2 separate regions of the Sus scrofa genome follow, and region 2 is linked to region 1. A link is a contact called in public Hi-C data. All regions are on one chromosome and are shown on one strand. The core of a region is the stretch at or near the end of the contact, and the rest is flanking DNA. Distances in the headings are between cores, read along the strand shown.

The links. Hi-C and Micro-C count contacts between places; a contact is called where the count stands out from the background.
Region 2: a contact with region 1 is called in a Hi-C map of skeletal muscle, with 6 times the contacts expected there. The contact joins the promoter of GNPNAT1 here to the promoter of TXNDC16 in region 1. A contact is called at or near these places in 4 of 47 Hi-C or Micro-C datasets (heart right ventricle, liver and skeletal muscle) and 1 of 2 datasets of contacts at active chromatin or transcription factors (skeletal muscle).

Annotation. Positions count from the first base shown.
Region 1 is chr1:182,200,061-182,206,060 of Sscrofa11.1, reverse strand. It overlaps TXNDC16 (thioredoxin domain-containing protein 16), which reads left to right and starts at 3,013. Exons shown (of 21, transcript XM_021102004.1): 1 at 3,013-3,391. It overlaps GPR137C (integral membrane protein GPR137C), which reads right to left and starts at 2,876. Exons shown (of 7, transcript XM_005659957.3): 1 at 2,128-2,876. The coding sequence starts at 2,553.
Region 2 is chr1:182,420,563-182,426,562 of Sscrofa11.1, reverse strand. It overlaps GNPNAT1 (glucosamine-phosphate N-acetyltransferase 1), which reads left to right and starts at 3,114. Exons shown (of 6, transcript NM_001243376.1): 1 at 3,114-3,314.

The DNA of each region.
Region 1 (6,000 bases), core at 1,764-4,263:
GTATTGCTTTCTAAAAAGTACATTACACATACAAGAGATCCATGTAACAGGAAGACTTTTAGACATTTAAATTCTTCCTCGCTAGCTTAGAATAACAAGTGATCGAAAAGTCTGAAAACTCAATCCGGATATTGTGTAGTTTATGCTGTACAGGTATATTTTAGAATTTTGAACTTAAAATATAGATTTTTTTTTTCCTATTGTGATAATGTTTAGTCACTTTGTGTTTACCTCAGGGTGAGAGGTATGACTGGGAGAGGGCACAAGGTGGCCTTCTGGTGCACTAAAAATGTTGCACACCTTAGTCTGGGAGCGTATGCATATGTAAAATTTCACCTAGCTGTATACTTAAGCTTTATATATTTTCTGGTGGGATATGTTCTATTTCCAAAAAAAAGTAAAAAGAGTGTTTAGCTACTTTATGAAATATCCACCAACTATTTTACAATTAATTACTAATAAGATTTTATAAATCAAAAGGTATAGGGGAGAAACAAATTATCTGATTGATACTCATGATGTAAGGATTGCTAGTCACTCTGAGGTAAATAATATCTGAAGCTAGAGGAAAGCTTTACTGATGAGATGTCACTGGTAGTCTATCAGAAATTGTGTTAGGAAGAATGCAATGTATCAGTTTAGCTATAAAGGATAGAGGTGTTATAACAGCTTAACAACTAGAAGATCAGGACACCTTCAAATAAGTGACATGACAACAGCATGTTTATTTGATTTATGATTACCTACGCTTTTTATTTCTGCTTATTGTTTTGGTTTTTGTCATTGTATTGCTTGGACTTCCAAATGATGGGGCATTCAAGTTGAATTTGTTACATACTCTGAATTGTTGTTTTTAGCAGAGTTAAAAGCTGAAGTTATGACTGTTCTTTTAAAATTATGCATTCTACTTCCTAGCTATTAGGAGTGAAAAGAGTTGGTTTACGCAGGAAATATAAACACTTAATCTGCCTCAATTTTTTTTAACTTTTGTTCATAACTATGTTAATTCTCATCACCTCCAAAAGCCTTTGAGAGGATTAGCTGCAGAGACCAATATTGTTCTATATTAGTCAGTATTAAGCATATGATGTCATCTTGTTTCCTCCCCGCCTCAAGCTTTTTTTTTTTTTTTCCAGAGGGGAGGGGAGGGGGGATTTTTTTTTTTTTTTTTTTTTTGCAATTCTCAAAATTCCTTAGCTTAAATACCACTAGCTGGCACACATGATTGACAACCTTACACTCTCAAACCTGTTTGAAATGGGTCAAATACCTAAGTGCTGCAGAACAATGCAATCCAACCAGCAATTCCTCAAGAAAGAGAAAGGGGGTGTGATTAGGTTCCAGCTATTAAGCAACTTATTGCAAAAACAGTTTGGTGGTTTGTTTCTGTAACAGGCGCAGGCTAAGCTAATATTTTATCTCTTAATTAGCTTAAACAAACAAACAAACAAAACCCAGGCTGCAAAAAGATAAGATAAATACCCAAAGCATGAAGCGACTGGGGCAAACACTGGGATTTTTTTACGGAGGTCTTTATACTGACCCTCCGCTTTGGTTATTGATAATTAACCCCGCCGGGGAACCAACGAAAGGAATCTGTGTGAGGCTTATCGAGCCACGGGAAAGGAGAGGCAGGAGGGAATATAAGCTTCTAATAAAAGAAACGCAGCAACAATAGCAGAGGAACAGCTCTGCCTGGTGACGTAATGGCTGGCAGCAGTCCAGCTTCAGCAGAGCTGCTGCTACCTCAGCATCCAACCTCTCTCAACACAGTCCAGCTTCGGCAGAGCTACCGGGGCTGCTACTTCTTGCGATGCCACTTTGTTGGTACCACCGATACCTTCCCTTACAGGGCCAGGACGCCGAACAAAGGCTGGTCCTGCTCTCTTAAGTTGTCGGAACACACTCTCACTCACTCATCCCCCTCCAAGCCCTTCAGTCGCCGAGCCGATCGGCGGCTCAAGTTTAGGGCGAGAAGCCTGGCACACAATCCGGGCGTACCTCAGTCTCCCCGGGCGACTCTCGGTCCGCACCTCCCTACCCCAGCCCCCACCGGTCCCTAGCCCAAGTTGAAAGCTGCGGCCCCGTTCTCCCGCCCGGCCCAGCGTGCCGGTCCTCCCGCCTTACCTCCGCCAGGTAGAGGTTGAGGAGACAGAGCGTGGAGAACTGGAGACAGGAGGGGAAGCAGTAGAGCAGCCAGTGGGGGAAGAAGTGCAGGTGAGCGGGCGGCCGGAGCAGGGGCAGGGAGCCGCTGAGCGAGAAGGCGGCGGAGAAAAGGGTGGTCCTGAGCGCTGCCCACAGGAGACAGAGAAAGAGGCAGAGGCTCTGGTAACTCAGGCGCCGCTCGCGATACAGGAGCAGCCGCCACAGCTGCAGGTAGGCAAAGGCGAAGAGAGCGGCGTAGAGCAGGGCGTGCAGGATGCTCAGCGCCAACTGTACCGAGCCCGGCACCGCGGCGCCTGAGGCAGCAGCGACGGCGCCTCCGCCTCCGCCGCTCCCGCCGGGCGTCGAGGGCTCGCGGCTGGCCGCCGGACCCGGCACGGACACCCTCATGAGGGGGTTGTGGGGCGGGCGAGGGAGCGCGGGAAGGAAGGGGCCGGACTCGGAGCCGCCGTCGAGGGGAAGAAGGATGACTCCCTGACCCCCCACCCACCCCAACCTCCAACCCCAGGAAGCGCCGTGACAGGACCTGGAGCCCCGCGGAGAGCAGCCGCGGCTCCCCGGACCCCGCCTCCTCTCCCCGCCCCACCCCCCCGGGGGTCTCTGCTCCTCCTGCAGCGGCTCCGCTCGGTAGCTGCAAAAAACAACTCTCGGCTGGAGACAATCAGCTGAGAAACCCGAGCATTTGAGGCGCTCGCTCCGCACCGTGGGCTCGCGCGGATTGGCCCAGGTGGGCACGCCCCCTGCGCGCCGCACTCGGAAGACTACAGGCGGCAGGACCCGTCGCTCCAGGGTCTCACGATCTGATTGGACGCTTCCTTTCTCCGCTTTCTCCCTCCTCTTCACTTCCCACCCACACTGTCGATTGGCCCAGCAACTGCGCTGCCCGCTCGCGCCGGCGGGCGGACTAGGTTGTGGCCTGTCACTGGGGCTTCTCTCACTCCTCCCCCTGCGCTTCCCTTTGGCTGGAGAGGCCTCACGTAAGGCCCACGAGGAGAGGGAGGAGCTTCGCGGCTTGTTTTTTCCCTGCCGGCTGATACAGCCGAGCTGTGGTGGCTGCAGGCGTGGAGGGCGGGAGCGCTGCAAACTCGCAGGTGTGGGGAGCGGTTCGGTGCAGCGAAGCAAGCGGGGCATGACCCCGCCTTCTGCTTCTTCTCTTTCAAGTGGCGGGAACTGTCGGCCAGCCGTCCGGGTCCCAGCCCGCAGGTCTTGTCCTCCGGTCTCCGAGTAGGTAGGTGGCAGCGCCGCTCCTACAGGCGACGGGCTGTGGTTTCTGCCTGCAGAGATTCAGCCCTGGTGGCTCTTCCCCGGCAGGGGCCGCACCGGCTAACTCTGGAGTTTGGCTTAAAAGGGGCCTCACCTAGATCCTTCTTTAGAGACGTTTTTGTTTCTTCTCCCCCCCGCCCCCCGGGGGCGTGAGCGGCAGTTAAAACGTGAGCCCTTCGTGGGGAGGGGGCAAGGGATGAGGCGAAGGCTGAACAGAAGCGCTAAAAGACCCTTTCATCCCTCGGGAAATGTCCCAGAAAAAAGAGTGATACTAGGATGAGATGGATATGGACGCGATCTCCGAGTAGGGGAAGGTGGGTCTTTGAAACTTCGAATTTGAAAAGATGCTGTAGGCATAAGTTCAGTCAACCAGGCAGAAACAGAATTATAAGCCTTTGATGAATGTCTGGAGAGGAAAAAGAATAGTCTGTGCTTCTTAAATTCCCCATGTATTCCTTCAAGCCTTGGTCTGGTATGGGGTGGATGGCTGCGCTATTTTTAGGGCTCAGAGAGATACAAAACAAATGCTGTATGTCACATGCTGCTGAAAATTAGTGAAAATAAATAGATCTAAATAGATCTTCCACGTATATTGAACTAATATTTATTGACTTTTTTTGGGAAGGTGTTTGGTAAGGAAAAGAGCAAAGTAGTGCAAAGCGATGAGAGAATAATTTGTGTTCCCCTTAGAATGGGTGGCACATCCAAATTAAGTATCCCCGTGAAAGACTGTTAGATTTGCTGGTGCAGCCAAGACTCAGCCTTTCCTAACTCACTATTCTAAGGAGAGTGTTGGTACCTTCTTTCCTAGCTACCTGATCCACGGGGGACTTAAAAGTTTCTCGTGTTCCAGGTTCTGGGACAGAAGTTCACTCAGGCACCAGATGCTGCTCTGTTCTGGGTTCTGTGTAGGTGTGCTGACAAACTGTGATATACATTTAGGCGCTATTATCTGAAATCCCTCTGATAAACATTCAGCTGAGCAGGTTGTGTGGTGCAGGCTAAGGGTACAGCTTGGCTGTAAGAGGTTAACAGGCCTAATCCAACATCAAGGCTGTAAAGAAGGATCTCAGATTTATTGGAATTTAAGACATTTGCCTCATGGATTCTTAGAGAATGTGGTTAGAGCAGTACATAGTTCAGTTTGAAAGGGGCCGGAGTACCATTGGCCCCAGTGAGTTAACTGATTGCAGTTATGTACTTTAGCGGATATATTGAGCATGAACTGAGAGTTATATTCTTTTAGGCACTTGTCAAAATCAGGAAAGCATCGTATTCTCTGGCATGGTGTATTTTTTTTTAATCTTCCATAATCGGTGAATTAGTTCCTGAGTAGGTTTGCACCATGAAGAGTTTTTTCTTTTTTTCCTATATTCTCTACTCAAAGGGAGAGTAAACGACATCTGGATGGTACCTATACTAGGTACTAGTTTCAGATCTTTGCTAAAAAACCTTTGAAACTTTTTATTCCTGAGTCATAGCAAATCCAGATAGTTGCTTTTTTTCTCCTTTTGTGGGGGGCATTGTATGGGGGTGCAAATAGAAGATTTTGCCACAATCACCCTGAGAGAACTCAAATGGAGAGATATTAACTCCTTTTATTGCCTCCTTTGGGGCTTAAATGATAAGCTATGATGAGATCTAATTAACATTTTATTTGAGGCTGGTTCAGTGAGCAGGTTCTGTTCTCCAAAAGCAGCATTAAATTGTAAGTAAGCTAATTTTTGACAGAATGTTCTTTTAGGAACTTTGTAAACATTATATGCCCCATTTGTTGCAGAATATGAAATGTATCTTTTCCCAGAAAATGATGCCTACAGATCTTGGTGTAATTTGTTTAATGTTTACAGTTGTTAATTTTCTTTCTTGAGATAGGAAACCATTTGTTTTATGTTTAATCATAAGGGAAATTTAGGCCTTTAAAAGACAACTTAACCAAAGGTCTTCTAGAAAAGCTTGTTCCTACATAATCTAAAATCTGAAATGTGTCCAAATGCACAGTGGTTGAATATTGTTGTTCTGGTAGGGCAGATTACTCGAGCACAATGGTCTTTCCAACATTTAAAAGAAGAACTGGGAGTTCCCATTGTGGCACAGTGGTAACGAACCCAAGTAGTATCCATGAGGACATAGGTTCCATATCTGGCCCCCCCTTAGTGGGTTAAGGATCCGTCGTTGCGTAGGCTGTGTTGTAGGCTGACAGCTGCAGCGCTGATTAGACCCCTAGCCTGGGAACTTCCATATGCCATGAGTGTGGCCCTAAAAAGACCAAAAAAAAGGAGCTGTTTGCCAGTTGTTGTTATACATGGGACCTAATCCCAAAATGGAATTGCTCTACCTGAAGAGGACTGCCAGCTGCTCCACATGCACAGAAAGGCACATTCTTGATCCTCGCACTGGCAGGATGATCAGTGGTTTTTTCTAAGTACTTCCTCCTTGTTGCTCTTGGGGGCTGAGCAGAACTAACTTTTCTTGTCCTTAGCATTGCCTTTTATTTACAACTTTTAGCCCTTTTTGTACTTTAGCCTCATTCATTCATTCTTGGAGTGCTTCTTCTCCTCCTGTCCTTAGTTA
Region 2 (6,000 bases), core at 1,865-4,364, 220 kb before region 1:
AAAAGCTTCTGTGTAGCAAAGGAAATCATCAACAAAATGAAAAGGCAACCTACCAAATGGGACAAAATATTTGTAAATCATACATCTGACAAGAGGTTAATATCCAAAATATATAAAGAACTCATATAACTCAAGAGCAAAAAATTCTAAAAGAAAAAAACCTCCCAAATCCAAACCAAAACAAATACAAAACCCCAACCTTCCCCCCATAAAAAAACAATTTAATTAAAAAATGGGCAGAGGAGCTGAAGAGACATTTTCCAGTGTAGACATATGTAAAGCCAACAGGTGTATGAAAATATGCTCAGTTGTCACTGATCATTAGGGAAATGCAACTAAAAACCATAACAAGATATCACCTCACATGTTAGAATGTCATCATCAAAAAGACAGGAAGCACTGGCAAGGATTTGGAAAAAAGGGTACCCTTGCATCCTGTTGGTAAGAATGCAAATTAATGCAGCCACTATGGAAAATGGTATGGCAGTTTCTCAAAAAATTAAAATTATAACTACCATGTGATCCAGCAATTCCCCTGGGTATTGATGTGAAGGAAACAAAAACACTATCTTACATATCGAAAGCTCTATACACACCCATGTTCACAGCAGTGTTACTGACAATAGCCAAGACATGGAAACAAACTGTGTGTCCACTGACAGATGAGTAGATAAAGAAATTTTGGTGCATACATACACACACAAAATATTATTCAGCAATAAAAGAGAAGGAAATCCTGCCACTTGTGACACCATGTATGGGTATTGAAAGCATGATGCTTAGTGAAATAAGTCAGGTAGTAAGACAAATACTATATGATCTCCTTTATATGTAGAATCTAAACAAAACAAAAAATAATTCATAATACAGAGAACAAATTGCTGGCTGCCAGAGTATGGGGGTGGGGGGCAAAATGAGTGAAGGTGGTCAAAGTGTACAAACTTCCACATATAAAATAAATAAGGTCTAGGGATATAATGTGATCTATGGTGACTGCACTCAACAGCACTTTGCATCTGCAAGTTGCTAAGAGAATAAATCCTAAAAGTTCTCATCATAAGAAAAAATTCATAACTATGTGTGGTGATGGATGTTAATTAACTTATTGTGGTGATCATTTCCAATATATACATATTATGTTACAGACCTAAAACTAATACAATGTTATATGCCAATTACATCTCTATTTTAAAAAAGAATCCATAAAATAAATAAAAATCACTAGAGGACACACCAATGGTTCTATTAAACTAGAAGTTAATATTGTTACCTGGCTACCTTGGGCTGCTCATTCCAACAACAACAAAAAAAAGAGTCACTCGCCAGAGTGACTGAATTTGACTTTCAAAGAAGAAGTGGGGTCCCATGGCACAAAGAGGGTAAGGAGTAATAAGTCCTTTTTTCTTTTCTTTTTTGTTTCTGTTTATTGCCACATTCAGGGCATATGGAAAGCCCCATCTGGCCAGGGACTGAATCCCAGCCCTTGCTGTGACCTAGGCCGCAACTGCAGCAGTGCCCAGAATATTTAACCCACTGCCCAAGGCTGGAAATCCAGCCCACGCCTCTGTAGAAACCCAGGCCACTGCAGTCGGACTCTTAAACCATGTCACCACAGTGGGAACTCCAGTGGTATGTCTTGAATGCAGATCTGGTGGGGTACCTCTTAGAACTCCTGTGGTCTGGATGAATTTTACAATTGTTTCACTCTGATAAATTTAAAATTTACTGGGAGTTCTCACTGTGGCTCAGTGGAAATGACCCCAACTAGTATCCATTAGTATTTGGGTTCAACCCTTCGCCTCGCTCAATGGGTTAAGGATCCCTAGTTGCAGCTAGCTGTGGTGTACGTCGCAGACGGCTCAGATCGCACATTGCTGTGGCATAGATCAACAGCTGAAGCTCTGATTCCACCTCTAGCCCGGGAACTTCATTATGCAGCACCTGTGGCCCTAAAGGAGAGAAAAAAGAAAATTTACAAGGTTCTTTTGCCCAGGAGGAACTCACTGTAAATATAGGGTCAGAAATCTGAAAGAAAACAAAGCTATGTGTTTCTTAAGATTAGCGGTGTTTACTGTTGTTTACGTCTTCGCATATTCTTTTGTATGTGTAAGGGTAAAAACGAGATGGATATTCTGAAGTTGTGAGAATGCACCAATCAGTAAAACAGTTAACTGAAATTTAAGTCTCAAAAATAAGCAAGAAAAAAATTGAAATTTATGGAACGAAGCAAGGAAGGAGAGAGACTAGCTATGTGACTTCAGCATATTAACTAACATCTCTGAACCTGTTTACTAACACATGCTACTTAGGTAAGACAGGAGGTCAGAGAAAAGTCAGTTTTCTTCTAACCCAGGGTTTCTCAAGTTCGGCAATACTGAAATTTCAGGCCAGGTGATTTTTGTTGTTGTTGGGAGCTGCCGTGTGTTCTGTGCAACATTTTGCAGCGTGCCTGATCTATACCCACTTTTATCCTCTCATCTGGAGAGATGCCGCTAAAACCTGTTCCCTCCCCATCCCCGCTCCCCTAAGATTTGAGTTTGAAAATGTGCCACACATGGTCAACTGTCTCCTGGGAAATAAAATCGCGCAGCTGAGAACTAATGTCTTAACCCCACGTTCATCCAAAAAGGAGTTGAGCGAGAAATAAAACGCAGTCTGGGAGTAAGATGCAGGTGCCCCGCCTCACAGAGACTGGATTTGTGACTCAAAAAAAAACGGGATAAGAAGCTTCGAGCCTCCAGCACAAGTCCTAATCAATGAGTGGAGTGATTCTGAAGGGAAGGGGCAAATGCAGAGGGCAAGGGGCCGAGCCTCTGGCCTCTAAGAATCAAAGCAGCCCACACTAGTCACCACTTAGCTGACTCCGAGGCAAAATTATTTCCATAAAAGCCAAGACGCTGAGGCCGTGGGAAAAGCCTTAGGGAGCGCGGAGTACGAAGGAGTGAGCTCTGGATTCCTGCCCGGCGCCCGCGCCGGGCGGAGTCCCGGGAACGTCTTCGCTGCCGCCCCACGTGCTGACGCCGCCACAGGCCCCGCCCCCGCACTCGGGTTTCGCCCCTGGCCCCGCCCGCCGTCGCCTCCGCCGGCCTGCGCGCTGCCCTGCGTCAGCGGGCAGGGGCGGGCTGGAGGCGGTGGTGCTGCCACGTCCTGGCGGCTGCTCGCGCCGTGGCGGCTGAGCAAGCGACTGTAGCGCGCGCGGGAGGTAGAGGAGGTGGGGCTGGCGCTGAAGCCGGATCCGGATCCAGTGCTGTATACCCGGGTGGGTGAGAGTTCGACAAGGCCTGGAGAGGAGCGCCAACTGCGGCCCTCTACGGGTGAGGGGGCTGGGGGTCGGGGAGAGGGAGCGGGGCCGGGCTGGATGCCCTGGGTGCCGTCGTGGGCCTGCCTTCAGATTTATCAAACAGGTGGGACTGCTACCCCGAGCGAGGAGAGCTAGGCCTGGGCTAGGGCTCGGGGAGGTTCCGTTCGAGGAGCTGGGCATTGATCTTCGCCAGCTGGGTGTACATGGGGGCGTAGAGGGTAGTTTAGAGCAAGTTCAGCGGACACACGCCTGGAACAGGTTAGGGATGATGGCCAGTGGTCCGGCCATGCAGGGGGTGGCCCTTGGTAGGGCAAGAACGGAGACTTGGGTCTAAACTCTTTAGCATGGAGGATTGTGACAGCTATTCACAGTCTCTGTCGCCTTCGGTTTTGAGTGGGCACGAACGCCTGGGGCCCCCTTTTCCTTTTCGAGGAGCACCCCACAGCGGTCAGGAGCCACTTGAGGACATGATTCGGCTCCGAAGAACACCTCCTGGGCTGACTAAGTTGGGGTTTTCAATGTGCGAAAGACCGACATCCTTTGTCTCTTCCCGCGACTTCTACCCCTAGGAACACTGAGTACGGTGATTTCTGTTATGGGATGTAATGTTTATGTAAATTGAACTCTTAAAATTTCACACAAAATTGAAAGGCAATTCTAGTTTTATTAGGATATACACTCGTGAGTGAATCTTAGAAGGGATCTCAAGAAATCATTTTGATCAGTTTCATTAGGCAGGATTCACTGACATTTTTTAGAATAGAGGAGACAGCTACCTGTCTGGCACGATGATGTAAAGATTGGCTTCTACTGAGTATGGTGTTTGTAGAGCTCAAGGTGGGAGAACCACAGCAGAAGATTTAGTCCCAATTCACTCATTGGCTGTTACCTTGGAGTTAAGTCCTGAAAGTTCCACGTGCTCCAGCTTGCTCCAGGATAGACTGAGAATAATGCCTCTATTACAGAGGTCAGATAAACTATCAGAAAATACTTTTGAAAATTCTCACCTTAAGTGTAATAAATATAGCTATGTAATAAATATAGCCAGACCTATCAAAATGATCAGCGAATGGGGTGTTCTTTAGATTCAGAATTTAATCAAATTATTGAAATTGTTATAAAATGTATGTCGAGGAACCCCAGTCTCACACAGCACGAGGGCCCCCTGCCTGCTTTAACCCTATACTGAAGGAGTACAGCGATGCCCTCAAGAGCTCTTGAGATATCTAAAGGCAGTTTGGATTTGACCTCAGATTGTTTTTTAAATTTTTGTGTCAACTTTTGAAATCTTCATTCCCAGTATCTATAACTTGTTGCTCTCACTTGCTTGTTTCTAGCAACAGCTCCTCCCTATGTGTATATTCTAGTGTCCTGTAGAGGCTGAGAAACCAATGTTGCATTTGCTTCCAAAGAATGTTCAACTGACTGAAAACCTGAGCTGATCTTAGTAAAAATGAATTTGATGTATGGTTTTTGTGATATTACTTGTGGCAGTTTGGGAATCTTTCTTCTAGATTTTCTGAAATGTGACCTCCAGATAAGTGTTACACCATTCATTATTCATTCACTAGGCATTTATTGAGCTAAGGTTAGGCATATACGGGCCTTTAAATGCATGCTAACTTAGTGGTTAAACAGGAAAGGTTCTTGAGAAATACTTATAGGTTAGGGTTTACTTTTTAAAATTATCAAAAATCTTCGAAATAAGACCCCAATGATAATACTGAGATTCAGCTTCAAACAATTATGCAGTTCTATTTATTGAAATTTCCCAGTTTTGTGGTACCTAGGGGCACTCTAAGATGCTGAAAATTATTTCTTTTGTAAACCAAGTAAATCTACCTCTTTTTCTCTTTTTTAAAATCTTTTGAAATTTATTATCAAATCATGTTTTTTGTTTTTGTTTTTGTCTTTTTGCCATTTCTTGAACCGCTCCTGCGGCATATGGAGGTTCCCGGGCTAGGGGTCTAATCAGAGCTGTAGCCGCCAGCCTACGCCAGAGCCACAGCAACACAGGATCCGAGCCGCGTCTGTGACCTACACCACAGCTCACGGCAACACCGGATCGTTAACCCACTGAGCAAGGGCAGGGATCGAACCCGCAACCTCATGGTTCCTAGTCGGATTCGTTAACCACTGTGCCACAACGGGAACTCCTCAAATCATGTTTTAACTTGTCCAGCATATTAATTGGGCACTAGCAGAATTTTAGTATATGGGGACAGAGTAAGATAAAAGAAGGTAACCTTAAGTATGGCTGTGTTTTGTAAAATAACTCATATAAGCATTTTGATACTAATTTCTGATTGACATAAGAATATTGACTCTTATTTCTATCCAGAATGCTTTAAGTATTTTTGACAAGCCTGAAATTCTTATTTTCCAAATATAGGTTATAAGTGCTGCTTTGACTGAATTTAACTCTTATACAGTAGAGAATTCACCTTCACTACTGCATCTTCAATACTAAAGAGTTTCAGAGCCTGGAGTCGTGCAAAAATGGCTGCAAAATTTGTGGCATCCCATGAAAAATGAAAATACAGGACTCTGTTTAAAAATTATTAAGAATTTCTAGACAGTGACAGCAGAGAATTAACCAAGTCTGGGGCCATGTGCAGCTGCACAGTCCAGGGCCCTTGAAGCTGGCCCTGCTGCCTGCTTGTGAGCCCTCCCTATTCCTTATTGGCTCTGTTGTCTTG